2 separate regions of the Mus musculus genome follow, and region 1 is linked to region 2. A link is a contact called in public Hi-C data. All regions are on one chromosome and are shown on one strand. Each heading gives the region's core, a stretch centred on a gene start, on an enhancer-like site or on the middle of the called end of the contact. The rest is flanking DNA. Distances are from core to core; before and after follow the strand shown.

Region 1 (5,685 bases), core at 2,353-4,852, 51 kb after region 2:
TCATACCAGAAAAGACTTCCAGTTAGAGACAGTTGGATCTGTGAAGCTGGGTGGGAATAAGGCTTGCTGAAGTAAGCGCACAGCGCACATCCCACCGATTGCCTGTGCAGATAATGGCGTAGAAATGAATGTTTCCAATCTCCAAGGATTCAAGATTTTCTGTTTCCTCCCATAGCTCAGGAGGTTGAAGCTCTTAAATTTCACTTAGAGGCTGGAGACAGCCAGGAACTGGAGGGCTCTCCCCCTTCACACACACCTTGGTGGTGGCTAGATCTCTGATCTCTGATCTGCTTTTATAGCACCAGCTTTCTCGGAGCCTATCCTGGGAGAAACATCTGTGGGGGCCTTGATCTACCGGAAAGTTGGTTTCTGCTGGGGATGGGCTCAGGTAGGCACAGGGTGAGCAGCTTGGCAAGAACAGACCCAAACATCTGAAGCGGAAAATTCAAACAGATGTGGGGCAGCCTGGCCCCACCCCCTTTCTTCTTGGGGCCCAAATTTCATCCAGATTAGTTTTCCTAATGGAAAATTTCTAAGAGGTGGGGCTGGTGGGCTGGGCTTCTGGTGCAGATTGAGAGCTGGGTGCCCAGCCAGCAGGATCAGTGGGTCACTTCTTCACACCTTCCCTCTGCAGGCTCCTACCAGCCAGTAATTTATAAGTGGTACCCGAGATCCTAGGGTCTCTTCAGCTCTGCCTCTTTCCCAGGGCCCAAGGCTGGTGCTGATGTTTGCTGCTTAGCTTTAGCTTCAGTGAGCAGACCCTTTCTCCAGTCCTGGAGTCAGAGACAAGTAATAGATGTACTAAACTATGGTCAGCGCCAATTAAAACTTGTTCAGGGTCTGGCACGGTGCCTCAGTAAGTAAAATACCAACTACACAACATGAGGATCTGGGTTTGAATCCCCAGAACCCATGTAAAGAGGGAAGAGGGATCAGGGGTTCTATAATGTCAGCACTGAGAAATGGAATGGAGACAGACGGGCAGGCTGGGCCTCACGTGCCCATGGTCTTGCTGAAATAAGGATTCCTCGTGACCTACATATACCCATGCATACAACATATTCTCCTCCTCCTCCTCCTCCTCCTCTTCCTTCTCTGTCTCTCTCTGTCTCTCTCTGTCTCTCTCTGTCTCTCTCTGTCTCTGTCTCTCTCTCTCTCTGTCTCTCTCTCTCTCTCTGTCTCTCTCTCTCTCTCTCTCTCTCTCTCCTCTTTTCCATGTCAAACGGAGCTGCTGAATTAATTCTGTCTCGCAATAATAGACTGGATGTCTGGAGCCTTGCCCTGAAAACCCCATGCTCCAACTCCCGACTACAGGGACCCATCTTCATTATTCCACATAGACTTAAACTCCTTCCTAGCTGCAAATCCTCTAGTACTGAGATACCCGCCCAGAGACTTGGACTTTAGACGGTGGCGCTGGGGACCCTAGTTCTGGGGAAGTGTGGTGTTAACCAATGTTTGATGTTTGGAGAAGGACTTATGTGGAGCCTGTCTGCTGGGCCTGGAGCTACCCCATACCCACTTCAATAGCGTTTGCCATCTCCTCCCTAAAGTCAAAACGGCCTCCACTGCGAAAATCCAGTCGCAAGAGTTCAGATGCGCTTTCCTGTTACAAACTGGGAAATTCGTTGAGAAGTTTCAATTCTTGTTGCTTGCCGGGTTTCTCTCACCTCCACTTAGCCATGTTTCTATGATCTGGGTAATCCCTTTCAAGCCGGGGAGGAATTCTCGGGAGTCCATAATTGAGGGTCGGGAATCTGGGGCGTGGGAGAAGCGTTAAACCCTATGTATCTGCAGAGTGCAGGGCTCATTCCTCGGAGGTCTGCGAAGCGGCGCCAGAGTGGGTCCGCCGTAGCAGGGTGGCTCCGCAGCCCTTACTTGCCCGGAGCGGCTAAAGGCACAGTGCCCCACCGAACTCCCGACAAGGGCTGCAGGTCTGGGCATTGGGTACCCGCACCACCGGCAAACGTGCTCCGTACACGTGCACCGTACTACTGCAGGACCCAGAAAATCCTGCAAGCGCAGAACCCAGCTCCAAACTCAAAGCAAACTCCAAACTTGAGCTCCAAACTCAAGCGCGAAGCGTGAGCACCTCCGTGCTCCCGCCTGGTGCGACTTCACGCCACCTGGCGCACCGGTTTTTTCCGTTTTGTTTTTTTTTTTTTTTTTTTTTTTTAATTAAGGCGCGAAGGGCCGGGGTTTGTGAACCGCCCGAAGCCCCACGACAGTCTACAACTCCTCGAAGGCCTTCGAACTTCGGGTTTTCAAATGGGGACCCAGAAAAGACAGAAGAATCTGCTTCACGCGAGTGGTTAGGAGGCCCAGCTCCCCCGGCGCGGGTGGGGAAGTCTGCAGGACCAGGAGCTGGTCGGCCTGCAAGCTTTTCTCGGGCTTGGAAGAGGACTGGAGGGAGAGGAATGGAGCAGTGGCCAGGATATGGAAATCCCGTGTCGGGCACTGGGTTTCCAAGGTCAGACTCTCTGCATCCTATAACTTTACAGCCACCAAGCGAGCCACGGGGTCCACGACGACAAAAAGAACTGCGCTGAGACCTCTCTGCGTCTCTGTCTGGGATCCAAGACGCCTGGGAAATGGCATCTGACCCGCGTCGGAAGATTTAGGCTCCAAAGAGGAGTGTGGATGGGTTCGGGCGACCGCGACCGCCTGAGCGCCCGAGGGGACTGTAGTGCCGGCATCTATCCGGGCCTCAGCAGCAGGGAAGACACAAGATTATTTAACCTAGTGTGGCGCAGTGGGAGAATGCTTGCACTCAGTGACTGAATCTCCCTTCGCCAGCTACCTCTGCTCCACTTCTGAGGGTCGCATCAGCGTTCCCGGTTACCAAGGCTCTATTATTGTCGACCTGAAGCTTTGGCCCAAAGTCGATTGCCCTGTTGCCGCTAGCGCCCCTTGGGTTCAGCGCTCCCGCGTGCCCTCTGGCCCACCCCGTGTTCTCTCTCTCTCTCTCTCTCTCTCTCTCTCTCTCTCTCTCTCTCTCTCTCTCTCCCTCTCTCTCTCTCTCTCTCCTGGAAGGCGTCGTGCACGCGTGCGTGTGGATGAGTGGAGGGGAAAGGAGTAATTTTTCCTCGGGCCACCCCTTTAGACTCGCGGATCGGCCACCCAAGGAAGGTGCAAGTGTGAGACCAGGATTGCCACCCCGTCGCCGGGCACTTAGCCAGCTGTTAGCGCCGCCTTTTCTGGGCCGCGCCCGCGGGTGACCTGCCCGGAGCCTCCGTGGAAACCAGCACTGCAGCCCTCCCTCCTTCCTTCTTTACCGCGTCGGCCGCTCATCCTCGATCCCAGGCCCTGACACTCAACCTCGGAGCGGGTAGGCGCGACGCTTCTCGTGCACTCACCACGGCTTACCTTACCCCGGGAGCGCGCCGGTCTCTCGTGGGGACAGTCCCTGGAGGTGGCGACGCGGAGGCGCGCCGGCGACTCACGGGCCGCGGCGGGGGTCGGAGGCGAGGCTCACCGCCCCCGCCACGGCCCCTCCCCTCCCCCCTCCCGCGGTCCCGCGCAGCCCAGTCTCCGCCCGAAGGCGGGTCTGCCATAAACAAACGCAGCTCGGTCACACGTGGACCGCGGAGCAACTGCGCCCCGCCACCGATCGCGGGCTCCGGACGACCGGACTAAGGAAGCCGGAACCGCCGGGGAGGGCAGGAAAGCGCACCGAGCTCAGGCTTGGCACTGGCCACTGCCACCTCGCTCCGCTCCCGCCCCATGGCTCCGCGGCGGCCGCCGCCGCTGCCGCCCTTGCCTTCCGAGGGCCCTCGCGGCAGCGGGTACAAGCCCTCCTTTAAGGACTAAACAGGGTCGGCGCCTGCTCGCCCGCCAACCACAGCCCCAGGAAGGTCGAGGCGGGAGATACTGGAGACCAGAAGGAAGAGCGAGCTGGGATCAGGTCCACACGGGACGGTCCAGCCTCCAGCCTCAGACAGAGAGGGGGGCTGCGCAGCTGGTTTGCGACGGACTCAGGGCTGGCGCCTTGCAGAAGACGTTGGGTGCTCCAGGCCGGTCTCCCGCACCTGCCCGAGCCCGGCACCCCGACTCACCTGACCCCTGGCGTCCCTGTCCCCATTCCGGCTGCCGCAGCCCAAGCGGGACTCCGCGGGCCTGGAGCGCAGCGAGGTCTAATATGCCCAGAGCCGAGGCGCGATGAAGGAGAAGTCCAAAAATGCGGCCAAAACCAGGAGGGAGAAGGAAAATGGCGAGTTTTACGAGCTGGCCAAGCTGCTCCCGCTGCCTTCGGCCATCACCTCGCAGCTGGACAAAGCGTCCATCATCCGACTCACCACCAGCTACCTGAAGATGCGCGCGGTCTTCCCGGAAGGTGAGGCTGCAGGTGGGCGTCCGAGGCGCGGGGGAGCTGAGCGGCCGGCTGCAGAAAGGAGGCTTCCGTGCGCGGAGAAGCCCGCGCGGCCTCCTGGCTACCGTGGCCGCGTCTGGGGAGGCCGCGCCGGGGCTTCGGCCCAGGCCTAAGCTAAGGCTGAGGGACAATCCAATCACGTATAAGCTCTGGGCAGAGTCGGGAAAACCAAGCGTTATTCCTGGGTTAGTGTTTGCCAAGCTGACACAGGCAGGCTAGTTCGTTCCGGTTGTTCTTTCCCCCTTTCCTTTCTTTCCTGGCCCTCTCCTCCTCTCCTTTCACTGGCTTCTCTTTCTTTCCTTCCTTCCATACCAGTCCATGCTGGTCTTCTCTCTCTCTCTCTCTCTCTCTCTCTCTCTCTCTCTCTCTCTCTCTCTCTCCCTCTTTCTCTTTCTTTCTCTCTCTCTATCTCTCCTTCTTCTTCTTCTTCTTCTTCTTCTTCTTCTTCTTCTTCTTCTTCTCCTTCTCCTTCTCCTTCTCCTTCTCCTTCTCCTTCTCCTTCTTCTTCTTCTTCTTCTTCTTTCTTCTCCTCCTCCTCCTGCTCTCTCTCCATTATAATTTTTTCCCTTCTCCTTACTTCTCTCTCGCCTCTGCTTTTGCTCCCCCCTCCTCCATTTCTCTCTTTTTCTGCTGGTGGACAAGGACTCGCTGCTCTATCCTCTCTGAGCTGCTGAATGCACAGGAAGGCCCGCGCACCGCAGGCCAACGCTGAGGCTCCGAGAGTTTGTGAGCAGATTCGAGTGAGAGACTCCTATATCGTTTTCCCCAACTTGCCTCCCTTTGCTCTGGGAAACGATGATACGGGCAGGAGGACAAGAAACTGGATAAGCTCGGACGCTGCCGTTAAGAGAAAAGGGATCATTTCAAAAGTGGCGGGTGGGCCTGAGTGTAACATCTCAGGATTTGAAAGCGCTACAGCGGGCAATTGTCACCGGGCCGCAGCTCTCCTGTGGACGCTGGTTTGTAGGAAATAGCGGCCTGCTGGATGGACACTCTCCAGCGGGTGACGGGCGGCTGGGTCAGGCACCGCAGTGAATCAGGTCTGGGGTCTGTGGCTGGGGCTGAGGGATTCTGACATTGTCAGAAAGCACCGGGCTCCGAGGCCTGTTGCCTCCAGCACCTCCAGGCTTTAGGGCTGGTAGTGCAGAGCAGGCCTCTCGGAAAGCCAGCGCCGCGGAAGGAAGACAGAGATTTGGAGAGTCGTTGCTCTGGTGGCGACAGGTGTCCCTGGGCCACAGGGCTTCTCCACCAGTGCTGTTGCGCGGGGTCAGTAAGCCCCCTCTGCGGCTGCCTCCCACGGCCTGTGTTTACTTTGT
Region 2 (5,702 bases), core at 1,200-3,699:
GGTCAGACTGAGCAGTCTTGAAAAAGGAACTAAATGAAATGGGATCAACAGGGAAAGGGCAGGGCAGGGAGAAGGTGCTGGAAGAGGTGACCCAGTTCTTGTTTGTCCTCTGTGAACCTCTGGGCACCGCACACCGACGCGGCAGCAGGCGACCACCGTGATCTCTGCTGCTGAGGGCACTGAGAAAGACTCAGAGCGTGGATAGCTCGCTTATGACTGCCAGTACCCTAAATACTCGCTCCCTCTTGATATCCCGAGACTCAGTGACTGACCGCTGGAGTCAATGTGTTTGTGCCACTGTGAACATTTTTCTCTGGAAAGTGCTGTGAGTGAGCTGCCAACCTCCCAAAAGAGGCTTCATGTGGGTTTCAGCCCAATATCAAAGGAAAAACCATGCAAGTGGCAACAGGCCAGGAGGCCCAAAGTCACTCAAAGCAAAGAAAGCAAGCAGGTGCTGTGGCTAGAAGGGGTCTTCGTCCCCCGAGAATGGGACCCTCTTGTGTTTTTAAAAAAGAAGTAGGCTGGAGAGATGACTAAGCTGTTATAGGTTAAGCTCACAACCAAAAATATAAAAAGGAAGTAGCTATTTGTTATCAGATGCACAGACACACGAATGTATGAAGGCCTAACAAACTGCCTCCAAGTCGCACCCCACAGCCCCCCACTCTTACAGTTCCAAGCATGTCTGACCAGATGCCCTGAAAAACTACAGATGAGGCCCAACATAAAATTGTCAATATCGTTAAGACATGAGATCTCTCTGTGTGTGATTCTTATAGTGTAACCTGATTGTACAGATCTCAAGTGTAAACAGTAGATGACAATGTCATGCTGTAATCCCTAAAGGTTGGGCCCATGAGATAGATCTTTCCTTTACCCTCCAAGGCATTGGGTAGACTGAAGATGGCTTCCATGGTGAAACCCTGCAGGTCATCTCCAGCATCATGGTGGTAGAAACAAGCCTCCAGAGTTCACAGATCTACACTCTTGAAGAACCTCCTCATCACAGACTCACTGAGACTTAACATGGTTTTGTTTTAGGACACAGGGTCTCATCACGTTGCTCAGGCTGGCCTGGAATTCCTGGGCTCAGGTGATCTTTCTGCTGCAGCCTCTTGAGTAGTTGAGTGGTAGATGAAGACTGGCTTGCAGAGAAGTTTGTACAGACCACTGTCACCATGTTTGCTATTATTGGTTGGACTTAACTGAGCGTAAATGTCCCACCTTAGTCACAGCGCATGCATGCTTTCCTGAGCCTACCCCTGTCACTGCAGGATACCCAAGAATCCTTGAAGTATCACCATCTTCATCCTGGAGAGTTCCAGAACACTACAGTAGAATGTAATGTAAAACTGTAATGACCACTGGAGCCTGTCTCTAAATAAGCTCTTTCCTAGCGGTCCTCTTAGGCCTCCAGACCACCAGACTCTGGGCTCCAGCATCGATGTACTTCACAGATAGCTTCAGAATCATGTTTGGGTTGTTAGTTGTATCCGCCCTCCCTCGTAGGGAGTCAAAGTCCTTTGCTCTGGAGACCTTGATAAAAGAAGTCAGGGCAGAAGGCTGGCAAAGATGGGGAAACCAGCTGGGACCACTCAGGGCAGGAGCAGAGGCAATTCACAATGTGGAAATATCAGAACAGGAGGGCTCTGAGCTGGCGGATCAGTCGGGATGTCTAACGTAGCAGAGAACCCCATGTTCTCTGTGACCACAGGGGCAAATGCATTTCTGTTACTGGGTTACATTGCTGCTCTGTGTCTCACATCTTCCCATCTGAGATCTCAACCAATGAAGCAACCATGCCCTGCAAAACATCGAGAGAGGAGTGCACTCACATAACGTTTCTTGGTTAGAGAGTAGGCATTCCCCCGACGTAAGCTCCACGCCCTCAGGTGTAGCCTGCCTCACGGCCAACCATGGTCAATGGGATGGAAATGTATCATTCTTTAACAGGGAATTATGGGTATGAATGATCATGATACCAACCTTAATGACTACAGGCAAGGCATCTCCAGTCGTGTGATAACCTGGGGAAACTGAGGCACTGAGTAGCAATGTGGCTTGCCTGCTGGCTGTAAAGCATGAGGTTGGAGTATCAGCGCCTGCACCACATTCCTTAGCCATCTCTCCTGGTTCTTAGTCCTAAGCCTGAGCTTCCAAGATATTGTCTAAGATGTCTTCCCAGATGCTAATGGGCAGGCAGGGCAGTTTTAACACATGCCAGAGACTTGATTCTCCCTGTGGAGTGTGCGGTTTTCCAAGTCAGAAGAAGGTACAACGTCCCATCTTTTCGCTCTAAGCCTCATGGACCCTGCTGGAGGGGGAAGAGAGTTCCTGACAAAACACTGTGGGGAACAGCAACGTGATGCCACTCATCAAATGGACTCCAATTTGCCCCCGGAGATATGAAATTTGAGTTTGATGTTGCTGTGAGGAATGCTTTAAAATAACATAGCCTGCCTATAAATTCTTCCCAGCTTAGACATGGACGAGCTTTCCCTTTTAGGACAGTCATGTGACTGTGCGGGGCCATCATTAATTTTGACCATTTTTTTCCGTTTTCATTTCTTTTCAGTTTTCGCCAAAAATGCAATAAATGTCACGGAACAGATCTTCATAAAGCCATTGGTGGATGAATCACGGGGTATCTGGAAAATGTTTTCTTTTCCTTTCTAGTGCAACGGCCTTTTTCTCTTTAATAAAAAACAACAAATGCCACAGCTCCTGCCTCCACAGTAAAAATGTCTTACAAAACAAAAGCCTGGGCTTTGGTGTGTCATGACTACACGCCTCTTCACTCAGGGCATCTTAGGGAACCTACATAGTCTCTGTCTGGAGCTGTGAATCTGTTCTGGAAATGGCTTCAGATATCAGACCATCTCAGGTCACTGGCATACCGTTTTGCACAATGGTTCCTTTGATTTGTAACATATGTGAAATTAAAATAAGCTTTATATGATTTTTTTTGTATTTCCATAAACCCTCTAAGAAGTCAGACCCTAGTCAAATGGCTCAAAATAAAACTGAACCACACTTGTCTCCTTTTATCAAAGGTTTCTGACCAGATGGAAGGGAGATTAAAAAAAAAAAAAAAAGCCAAGTCCAGGAAGACTGTCCCCTTCCTGTCTCCCGAGTAGGTGGCTCTGAGAAGAGCCTGCATGTCATCTACCCAGTCTCCCTGAACCTTAGTCCTACAGAGCAGACCCTGGGACAGAATCTGTGCCAGGGAGGGAGACAGAGTTATGAAAAGCTGCTCTTTATGTGAAAGCAAAATAGATTTCTGAGCTAGGACACATTCAGAGGCAGAGCATCAGCCTAGAAGGAGCAAGGAGCTGACACCCAAATCCAGCAGGGAAAATAAAGAAAGAAGGAAAGAAAGAAGGGAAGGAGAGAGGGGAGGAGGGAGAGAGGCAAAGGCTGGGGATGCAGCTCAGTTGGCAGAATGCTTGCCTACAGTGTATGAAGCCCTGGGTTCAATCCCCGACACCTCTTAAACCAGTCGCATTAGTAAACAATTGTAATGCCAGCACCCAGAGAGGCAGGAAGATCAGAAGGTCAAGGTTGTCTTCAGCTACATAGCAAGTTTAAGGCCAGCCTGGGTTACATGAGACTCTGATTCAAAGAGAGATGCAGGGTAGTTCTACTGCCCATCTCTTGAACAAGGGGAGTCTAATTGCTCTGTTTGTTCAAGTAATTTACACCTATCTGCCCTCCTCTTCCCAAGTCCCTTGTAGGCCAGATACCCTGCAGAACCCAGTAGTTCCTAGTATGATCAGTATGGATAGGCTACCCAAAGACTGCTTCTACTCAAGAATTTGTGGTATACAGGGGACAGATGACATCAGAATCCCGTGGGGGCTAGAAGACCTTGTCTCCTTTGTTGCTTTGATGTGTCTCTGTGTCCCCATACTATCATGGATCATGGACCAACATGACATGCCTCATCACCAGTCTCTGGGGCACTTCCTCTTGGTGTGAAACTATTTTCTATGCCTCAGTATTCAGTTAGCTAACATCATTCATTCGCACACACCCCATATGTACTTTATAAAAGCTAACACGCCGAGAAACGGATGTCCAACACTGACAAGTTTGGGATCTTCATTCCAGCAGTGATGTTAACATATCAGCTAAGAACTCTTCCAGAAATTAAACACCACACACACACACACACACACACACACACACACAGACAGAGAGAGAGAGAGAGAGAGAGGTATGCACACATGCACACACATGCACACATGGAGTTTTTGGACCATATGCATACATTTGCATATAATTTCTATTTTTGTTTCAGGACAATGTTTGCCACTTTTCTTACTGGCCTACATTAAATCCAAGATGATAAGATTTCAGAGCCGGAGAGGTGGCTCCGCAGTTAAGAGCACCGTCTGCTCTTCCAGAGGACCCATGTTTGACTCCCAGCACCCAGGTGACAGCTCACACCCACCTATAACTCCATTTACAATGAATCCCATGCCCTCCTCTGGCCTTGATAGTCACTACATACATGTAGCACATGACACAGCACTACATACATGTAACACATGACACAGATGCAGATAAAATACCCATAATGATAAAAATCGTTTTGATTAGTTATTTTATTGGTTAGGAAGCATCCTCCACTGCTACAGAGGTTTCTTCTACAAACTCCTGCCCACCCAACCCTGCATCATGGCACAGCCACAGAACAGAGAAAAACAGGGTGGAGAAGAGCATTCAACCAGGCCTTCTCCTCTCTGAGGCAAAATAGAGAAACTGCTAGGTTTTTCCTTGTTCTAGGACCCGTGGAACCTAGTGTTCCCACACACCACACCTCATAGCTCAACGAGGACAGACTTCCCCCAATTGCTCTGGCTCACCCAACTGCTGCCTCGGTGCTGAACGGTGAGCTATTGTTCTGTGTAGAAGAAAATAACCCTTTCACGAGTAACCTCCCCACCCACCCAGTGACCTGAACTTCATCTCAGAGGGCACACCCTGCCAGGTGACCCCAAGTGTCCCACGCCCAAAGCCACCTCTTTCCTGCTGGCTACTGCCACTGCCTGAAGTCTCCTGACACTGTACTCTTGGGCCAGAACTCCAGGGTGAGTGGCCACTTAACCTTTTCCGTGCCTGAGGGGAAGCTGGCCACGAGTCAGTGGACCTTTCCTGTACCAAGTGGATGTCACAGCAGATTGAGACACATTTGCAGTGTTGTTGCCGTTTTGGCTTTGTTGGGGAGCAGTAGCCTCCTGGAGCAAGCCCCTTCCACACCTGTAGGATCTTTCACCTTGCAATGATGAGAGGGTGGCAAAGAGCAAGGTGTGTGTGCTCGGTGCGTGTTTTTCTAGCAGGGTAGTAAGAAAACATTTGCTACCTATGGTGTTTCTGGAAGTCAGTGAAGCACACCTCTACCATGTGGATTACATCACCTCTGCCTCAAGCTTGGCTTTTCCAACACATGCTAGCTGGTCGCCTGCAGTGAGGCAAATCCTATAGAAATGGCAACTTATGCTGGCGGGTGATGAGGTGGTAAGTCACCAGACATGCTTGATGCATGATGTACGCATGTGCATGAGCATGTGCATGTGTGCACATGTGTGTGTACACGTGTTCATGTGTGTATGTGTGTATGCATGTGCATGCATGTGTGTGCATGCATGTGCATGTGTGTACATGTGTGCATGTGTGTATGTGTGCATGCATGTGCATGC

What was found. A called contact is a pair of places that touch in the nucleus more often than the background predicts.
Region 1: a contact with region 2 is called in a Hi-C map of the C2C12 cell line, with 5 times the contacts expected there. The contact joins the promoter of Sim2 here to the enhancer-like site in region 2. A contact is called at or near these places in 15 of 484 Hi-C or Micro-C datasets (the AML12 cell line, the C2C12 cell line, CD8 T cells and 6 more) and 2 of 9 other capture datasets (adipose tissue and pancreatic islet).

Annotation. Positions count from the first base shown.
Region 1 is chr16:94,081,658-94,087,342 of GRCm38.p6, forward strand. Sim2 (single-minded family bHLH transcription factor 2) reads left to right here and starts at 3,603. Exons shown (of 11, transcript NM_011377.2): 1 at 3,603-4,333. The coding sequence starts at 4,159. It overlaps Gm31175 (a long non-coding RNA gene), which reads right to left and starts at 3,487. Exons shown (of 6, transcript XR_876272.2): 1 at 3,367-3,487.
Region 2 is chr16:94,031,847-94,037,548 of GRCm38.p6, forward strand. It overlaps Gm31175 (a long non-coding RNA gene), which reads right to left. Exons shown (of 6, transcript XR_876272.2): 6 at 1-1,804. Among named protein-coding and RNA genes, the nearest start is that of 2410003I16Rik, 24 kb to the left of the region's middle. Within about 2 kb of position 2,450, at least 14 of the 459 cell types and tissues checked have an H3K27ac peak or open chromatin away from gene starts, as enhancers often do. A contact at or near this core is called in the C2C12 cell line and embryonic fibroblasts, where this site is marked.